Linked DNA regions of Mus musculus: region 1 is linked to region 2. Evidence: chromatin contacts called from public targeted proximity ligation data. All regions are on one chromosome and are shown on one strand. The core of a region is the stretch at or near the end of the contact, and the rest is flanking DNA. Distances in the headings are between cores, read along the strand shown.

Region 1 (3,929 bases), core at 380-2,879, 210 kb after region 2:
ACCCACCCACTCAAATCTCCCTCTCTCTCTCTCTCTCTCCCTCCCTCCTTCCCTCCCTCTCTCCTTCTCTTCTCTCTCTCTCTAACAAAATAAATAAATATTCCAGAATAATAACAAAAGAAAAACACACGCACACAAACACACACATGTACTCACCACATGAACTCACGCACACACATGCAAACACATGCATGCAGATACACACACGCACAAAATAAAACCTATAAGAACACCAAAATTGAAACCATAATATACAAGTAAATGAAAAGACAAACTAACGTAACACAAACAAACAAACGAACGAACTATACGTTTTCTACAGTTACAAAGTTGACTGAAGCTAACATATTAATATTTATCTGGTTTCTGTGGTGGCTTAGTAAAAATGGCCCTCATTGGCCCATAGGAAGTGGCACTAGTAGGAGGTGTAGCCATTTGGAGGAAATGTGTCTCTCGGGGTGGGCTTTGAGGTTTCAAAAGCTGGGTAACACAATTGTGGGGCACAGCAACTAGCATCCTAGTTTAGAAGCTATTCTAAGCTATTCCCAGCAGATCTGCCACCTAAACCGGGGCTTCTGCTACCTACGTTGTGTCCTCCATCATCTCTCCTGTCCAAAAGGAAGTCTTCTTTTTCCTGCCTCCCTCTTCCTCTCCCCAACCCGTAAGTCCTGCCTACTCCTCACTCAGTGATTGACGGTCCCCTGAAATCTTTATTCATTAGGGGGAGGTTTTGTCACAGGGGTCCCCAGATAGTGGGCCCTGCAATGAAATTATGTCTTCCTATCTCATAGTTTATACAACCAACAGGGGGATCTTCAGTCTGTCTGTGCTAAAATCCCCTTTGCTATCAAGAGTGTTACTGGGGCTACAAGGATGTGTCAGTGGTTAGGAGTACTGTCTGCTCTTCCAGAAGACCCAAATTCAGTTCGCAGCATTCACACAGCATTTCATAACCATCCGTAACTTCAATTAGAGAGATCCAACACCTCTTGTGGCTTCCTCAGGTGCCAGCCCCTCACGTGGCTCACCAAAATACACAAGGTGCTCATGTGTTTTTATATAACATGCATACACATAAAATAAAATGTCTGTCAAAAGAGTGTTACTGCTGACTGCTTGTTCAGCATCACTATGAGATGATTGAAGCACACACAGGCATGGGACACAAGTTCGGAGGAAACTTTTAGCTGCTGTATATATGAGGTTGCCTGCTCTGTATGTGTATAGATAAGGAACTCTAATTTTTACAGAGCTAATTTCATCCAAGTCTTCCATCTTGCTAGTGCAGCAGGCAGTTAGAAAGTGGGGGGAGCGGTGAGAAAATTTATATTTTGTAGACAATTACATATCCTTTCTAGACATAGTCTGTTGATTTCCTATGAGCCGAAAAAAAAAATAATGCAAGCAAAACTGAGAGGGCACACACAATCTGTGTCTCAAATTTGCATTGTCATTTTTCTGTGAAACACATTTGTGGGGATACTACTGACTCTCAAAGTAGCCAGCATTCTGTTTTCCCATTTTCTAGGAAAAAAAAAAAAGCAAGGTCCACAGTACATCCTAAGTCTAAAGATTTCTGTAAAACATTTACCAAAATCACTACAAATACTGGCATTTTAAGGAAGAGGCACTGCTTGTTCTTTGTTCTGAGGAAGCTCTCTGTGTGGATACGGAGTTATAGGTAAGGGCTTACCACAGAAGAACGCTGATTCCCTGTTCTTTCCCTCATACTAGGTGGGAAAAGTCAAACATTGTTGGTCTTAGATAAGAAGCAATGAGCTTTTTGCGGGTGACTATACAATGCACAGGGGGAGTTTAATCAACTCAAGAAGTATATATACCTACTAATGTGCACCATGGAAAAATCTTTTTTTTTTCATTTTGAGATTATAGTTTGTTTACAAGATTTCTCACTTTCTTCCCTCTAAAGCTGCCCTATACTCCTCTATGCTTTTTCAAATTCATAGCCTCTTCTTAAACTAATTGATATTGTCTGTATCTATTTATATACAGACATATTTCTAAATATAACCTGTTCCATCTGTAAAATGCTACCTATATTTATGTTTTTAGGCCTGACTCTTTTGACACTGAACAACCTCAGTGTTTCCTCTCAGAGAAAGCCAAACTCTCTCCTTCCTAGCTGTCCTCCATTGCCTGTAATTCTCTGTGCAATTTTGAGGCCTTGTGGGCTTTTCTCCCTCCAGTCTTGTGTGTTTGTTGATGTCAAAATTTTTGAAAGAACTATGGCAAGTTTCCATTTCAAACAGATAAGTGCTATGGAGAGAATGTGAAAGCTGGCTAGTACATTTGGTTAGCAATATTTGCAAAGAAACTTGCTATTCTAGCTAACATTTATTTATTCAGCACCTGTGGTACAGGGATGCTGGGCAGATGATAAATTCTTTAGCTTGCTAGCAGATAGTTCTTTCATTAGATAAATACTTAACAGGGGAGTAAAGTGCTTCATACATGTCTGAGATAGAATATGCTGAGAAATATGAAGACGGATATAAAGTGGTTTCACTGTTAACTGAAATGATCTTTAAGAAAGGTAACTTAGAGATTTGATCTGTACTGCTCACATGATGGAGTATTCTAAAATATTGATTCCATTTTAACTCATCTTTCTATATTCTTCCATATTCTTATGCATATTTCATATTAGATGTGCATAAAATCATAGTTATCAATTTCAGTCAAAGTCTGTGTACTACTTCATTTTATATGTTTTATCCTTTTAATTTAGTACTTTTCTACTTGTACATATGCATCATGGTACGTATGCATTTTGTGTTAATAGTTCCTTAGATCACTAACAGATTGTGAGCTTATACTTAGATAATGTCATCATAGTTTAGACACAATCATAATGTTTCCATAACAACTGTTTTTTAGATTCACTTTCTCTGAATTGTTTTCCCTGGATATATTTTCAATAATGTGAAAACTCAATGTGACGATCCTAAAAACCACAATGGACTTTGTCTATGACAATGCTAAGACTTCCCATTCATTCAGTCTCTTTGGGTTTCAATTTGCACCATTAACTGGACATTGTGCTTTTGTAGTTGTTGCCATTGCCATTGCTCATTTAGTGTGTGTGTGTGTGTGTGTGTGTGTGTGTGTGTGTGTGTGTGTGTGTGTTTACATTTGTCAAGCACTCTTATGTTATTCAATTTGCAGGCATTATAGCAGTGTATATGATTTTGTATCAAAATTTACTTCAAGTTTTGTGACAGAATCTCAAAAAGTGCTTCTAAAGAAAAAGTCGGACTGCCTATAGGAATATAAGATTCCCACTATTTTGATATTCTCCTAGCCGGGCATGGTGGCGCACACCTTTAATCCCAGCACTCGGGAGGCAGAGGCAGGCAGATTTCTGAGTTCGAAGCCAGCCTGGTCTACAAAGTGAGTTCCAGGACAGCCAGGGCTATACAGAGAAACCTTGTCTCGAAAAACGAAAAAAGAAAAAAAAAAAGATATTCTTGAGGACATTAGAGTAAATATCAGGAAACATTTTGTTTCTCATACTGAGAGAAAAAAATGTTGCTATTGTCATCTATTAGAGACACAGAATCTTCTATATGGTCAGTGGTATGCAAGATTGACTCTAAAAACCAAATAATTGTCTTAGACAAAATGTAAGGGAATTCAACTGTGTATCTCTGCTCTAGACTTACCAAGAAATAGAAAGAAAAGGCACATATTAACAATACCAGGAAGGAGGTAGGGAATACTACACAGAGAATACAGACAACAGGGGAATGATAAGAAAATAGCTTTAAAAAATTTATGCCATAACTTCAAGAACTTGGATAGCATTATGCATTCTCCTTGAGACTCAGTAACTACAATTTATCAAATAAAAGAACTATCTGTGAACTTAAAAATTTAAGATTTAGGGCTGGTGAGATGGCTCAGCAGGT
Region 2 (4,418 bases), core at 412-2,911:
CCCGGAGAGCAGAGATGTTGCAATCCCTGGTCCAGCATTTGGAAAACACTGCCTAAACAGCTGTCACTTCTCCTTGTCCCAGAAACTTATAAAGGCAAGCCGAGACTCCTCCCCTTGCTGACCTCCCCAGCTCTGGAGAGGAGCCCACACAGCTGCCTGGGAAAGGCCAGGCCGCCCACGGCGAAGGCACTGAAGGTGAAAATACAAGACACATAGAGATGGGACTTGTGCCATTCCCCTCTGCCACCCAGGCTTCCACAGCTGGCTTGGAGAAGCCAGTGGGCCTGTCTATAGATAGATAGATGCCTCTGGGATCAAGGAAGCCTGAGAGTCCAGCTGGGGTAGGGCTGTGCTGGGAAGTCAGAAGGAAAAAAAGCAATATTTATTTATGTGTCTATTTGAGAAGAACTCATTGAACCCTACTTTGGGATAATCATGTTTAATGCTGGAGATGCAGCTGTGAGCATGACACCCCATGGGTCTTCCTCTATGGGCTATGATTCACAGGGCTCATATCTGGCTGGGGGCAATCCTAACTCTTCAACAATAAGCCTACTCAGTCCTCCCAGGTCTCTAGGTAAGGAGTGTTAAAGTCAATCTTGCTGCATAAGTAACAAAATTGGGGCACACAAGAGGTTACGCCAACTAGACCAAGATTGCAACAAGAATCCAACACACACTATCTGGCTCCAGAGTCCTTTCACTGCGCCTCCCATGATGCCGTGCTCTGCATTGCCCCATACTGTAATGCACGAAGGCACCATCAGGACAGAAGAGAGGCCTGATAGCCAAGTCTCTCTACCGGAGCACACCAGGTCCAGTAGGATGCGCTTCCTCTGTTGCCTTTCCGTGAAGACAGAAGCAGTGAAGCTAATCAAAGCATATGACGCTATGTATCGGGCCAAACCTAAAGCTACTTTTCTTTCCCAACTGTCGCCTGAATAAAGCAAGACTGGATGTGGGGAGATGAGGGAAAAGCTGACTTGAAAATAAAAGCCACTAGACCAAGGAAAGGGGAACGGCCTTGATTCCTGGTTGTGTAAACAACCAAGCACTGCAAATAACATGAAGTCAGCCAACTGCTTGAGCCTCAGGGATCTGGGGTTAGAATGTCTCGCCTTGGCACCTTCCCATTACACTATTTGAGAGAAAGGTGAGTCAGAAGCCCTGAATCCCTTCCAGGGCAGATTCACCTCTCCACTCTACCTGAAGAGGCTAGAAGAGTCTGCCCCTTGTGGTATGTCCCCTGTTCACCACTAGGGGACAGCACGTGCCGCACAGCCCCCGCACCTGCCTCCTTTCACCATCTCCAGGGCCCCTACCACAGCTGATAAAAAACTGTGATCTGTGTGACAAAGGCCACCTTTGTTTCCACAAACCTGACTGGCAGGTTTCCACACACTCTCTGGTCAACCAGGAAGTACTCCAATCCTCAGAGCAGCCCGGGGATTGTGGCGTGTGGGGGCGTCTAGAGAGAGAGATAGGGGAAGCCTGTTTGTGGAACCCTTGAACACTCAGCAAGACTTTGGGATCAACCTGTGGGGTCAACCTTCCTCTGTGTGTCAGGAAGGGGGCAACCTGGTCCCTGGTCTGTGGGCAGCACTGGGGCTCAGCGGAGGGCAGGGCTGTGTGCTTTACTAAATACCAACAGCAAACAATGAGAAGAAATGGAAAGTGACTGCCCACATCTGTACACTGCCTGCTTTGCCTCTGGCAGCTCTGGCCAGATCCTCTGTGTTCTGTGATCAAATCTGCCTGCCTTTAACCTCAGCTGTAAACAAGGTCCGATAAATGTCTGCTCCCTTGGGGTCCCTGTGAGGCTGTAGGATCTAGGTCAAGTAGTTGATAAACAGCTGAGCCTTGTGCAAATTTGGGCAACTGTTTACACTTTTATTTTTCCAATTGTCGAAGGGCTTGATTTCTGCCACTTCCTGCTTTAATAATCCAGTTTTCTCACAATCTTGACCACAGGGTATCAGGTATAAAAGGCAGAGTCGAAAGCCTGGCAGAGTTGAAAGCCTAGCAGTACTGGGGACTGTGAGCAGGCAGCACCTGCCTGCCCTTCCCCCATGGTTCCTGGTTAAAATGAAAATCCCAGAAAACCTGTCCTCTGCCCTAGGGCCTCAGCTATCTGAGCCCAAACCCCTCCTTCTGTGAAGCAGCGGTCCAATAGCAAGCCTCCTTCTCCCATCTTCCAGGCAACCAAGCCAAAGCCCTTTGACCTAATCACGCACTGGCCAATCGGAAGACAGCCCTTCCCCCATCCTCTTGGGCTGTTCCCAGTTATGGAGGATCCAAGTTTTTATTTCCATTGATAAAGTAAAACTGAGAGGAACTGACACAGTAAAGAGAGGAGGCCTGAACAGGCCGTTTGTGTGTGTGTGTGTGTGTGTGTGTGTGTGTGTGTGTGTGTGTGTGTGTGTGTGTGTGAGAGAGAGAGAGAGAGAGAGAGAGAGATCCTTGCAGACCTCATGCGGAGAAGGCTAGTGTTTTCTGAGTTATTCACCAACCCAGGAAGCCTCATGAAGGACAATGGCCTTGTCTCTAAGGCAACCAGCAACCATGCCTAACTGGAGGTACCGAAGCCTGGACTCTGAGGGGGAGAGGGGTGACTGCTGCCCTGCACCGACCTTCCCACCCCTTTTAAGAACCTCCTGCTTGTGTCTGAATAATTTGCTGTATCTTTTGTCCCCTGCCAATACTTTCTCTTCATCCCACATTGCCTGCCATCCTTGATCTTCCTTTTTTTTTTTCCCCTTTCCTGTGGGAAAGTTGCTTGAAGAGGTCATGGGCAGAGGGGATGGGGACGGGGCTGTGTAATGACAGAAGGTTGATGGCAGTTCCAGACAAAGAGGATAACACATGCTCATTAGTGGCCAAGAAAAGCTACAAGGGAAGATGGCAATGGGAATGCAGGAGGTGGAAAAAAGGTGAGAAGAAAGGGCTGGAAGACAGAGAGAGGTGGGAGGGACCCCTTTCAGAAAAACAGTGCAAAAGCAACTCATTTCTATACCCCTTTTGAATTGTGCTGCCTGGACTGCACTCACTTCTCCAGCTTGGCAGGGGAACAAACAAAAGAAACGAAGCCTGTTGAGTTCCTCACACTCGTTGTAGTTCAAGGTGATCTCGGGGCATCTGTCTTCATGATGGCATGGGGTCACTGGGGCATTTGTCAAGGGGACAAAAATGATGTGTAAGTTGGATTGGCTCAGCTTAGCCTTGAGTTCACTAACACAAGGGTATAGTCATTAGATCGTCGTCATCATCATCATCATCACCATCGGCAGCTAATACCCATTGGACTCTGTGCAGTCTCTGAACTGAAGGCTTCATTTAACCCACGTGACAACCCTAGCACTGAAGTCCTATTATAATGTCGCTCAACAGCTAAGAACACTGAAGACAGAGGAAACAAAACTTATTCCAAGTGGCACAGCAAAGAACTGGGTTCAAGCTCAAGAGTCAGGGAGTCCCCTACGTACACTGAGCCTCCTCTTATGGGCTGGCAATCACCCTGGAAATCTGCTAGAGCACCCAGCACTCTGCTGCAACCCCGTGTAGAGAAGCAGAGTAGCAGCGGGATCCAGGCGCCTCTTCCCCGCTGTCCTGCGCTTCCCCACGGAGGAAGTCATGAGCATCCCATGCCTCTGGCCGGCATGACAAGCTGCCTTCACCTTCACTGAGGCTTTAGCCAAAACAAGGACAGAACAGTGCACAAAGGCTTGTGTTCCAGCTTCTCTCCACTAAGGGAAGATATCTCTCAAGCAAAGTGCCCATGCTTAAAATGCATCAGCAAAAGAAATGGGCGGACATGGGCAAGCCCAACGGGGGCTTGTCAAGGAATGACCTCTATCCATGGAGGGTTTCACAGTGATTCCATGAGCAGGTTCTGTAAATTTGGGACTATCATTTGACATACAAGGAAGGACACTGACCCTTGCAAAGATCCTGGGGCTCACACAAATGAGAGGCAAGGAAGAGAGGCTGTTCCAGCCCAGTCCTCTTCAGTTCAACTGTGTATCTTTCATTTCCTGTCCCTATGCTAAGACTCTGTTTGGAGACTCAGCTGAGTGTCTATAGTATTGCCTTAGGGCAGCCTGGATTTTCAGTCTAGGGACTCATTCCAGCTCTAAAGCCTTTTCAACCATCTGGGACACAGCAGCAGGGCCAGGCCTCTGGAGAGAAAGGGAAGGCTGCTGGGTGTGATGGAAAGACAAGAAGACAGCATGGCAGGCAAAGGCTGAGTGCAGGGAGCTGGGCATTCCTGTTTGCTGGTTGAGGGAGATGGAGAACATAAGAAACACAAATGGCACCTCCAACAGCACCAGCACGTCATGAGAATGCTACAATGGGCCAGGAAAGAAGCAATCTTTGCTTGGTGCCTATTGTACTGAGGTAAAGGGGAAAGAGGATTATAA

What was found.
Region 1: a contact with region 2 is called in a targeted proximity ligation map of kidney, with 2.1 times the contacts expected there. A contact is called at or near these places in 1 of 39 promoter capture datasets (embryonic stem cells), 2 of 130 datasets of targeted methods (bone marrow-derived macrophages and kidney) and 3 of 9 other capture datasets (adipose tissue, embryonic stem cells and liver).

What each region holds. Positions count from the first base shown.
Region 1 is chr19:12,694,161-12,698,089 of GRCm38.p6, forward strand. Keg1 (kidney expressed gene 1) reads left to right here and starts at 1,630. Exons shown (of 6, transcript NM_029550.4): 1 at 1,630-1,681.
Region 2 is chr19:12,486,995-12,491,412 of GRCm38.p6, forward strand. The region is part of intron 2 of Dtx4 (deltex 4, E3 ubiquitin ligase); the gene reads right to left. Among named protein-coding and RNA genes, the nearest start is that of Dtx4, 13 kb to the right of the region's middle.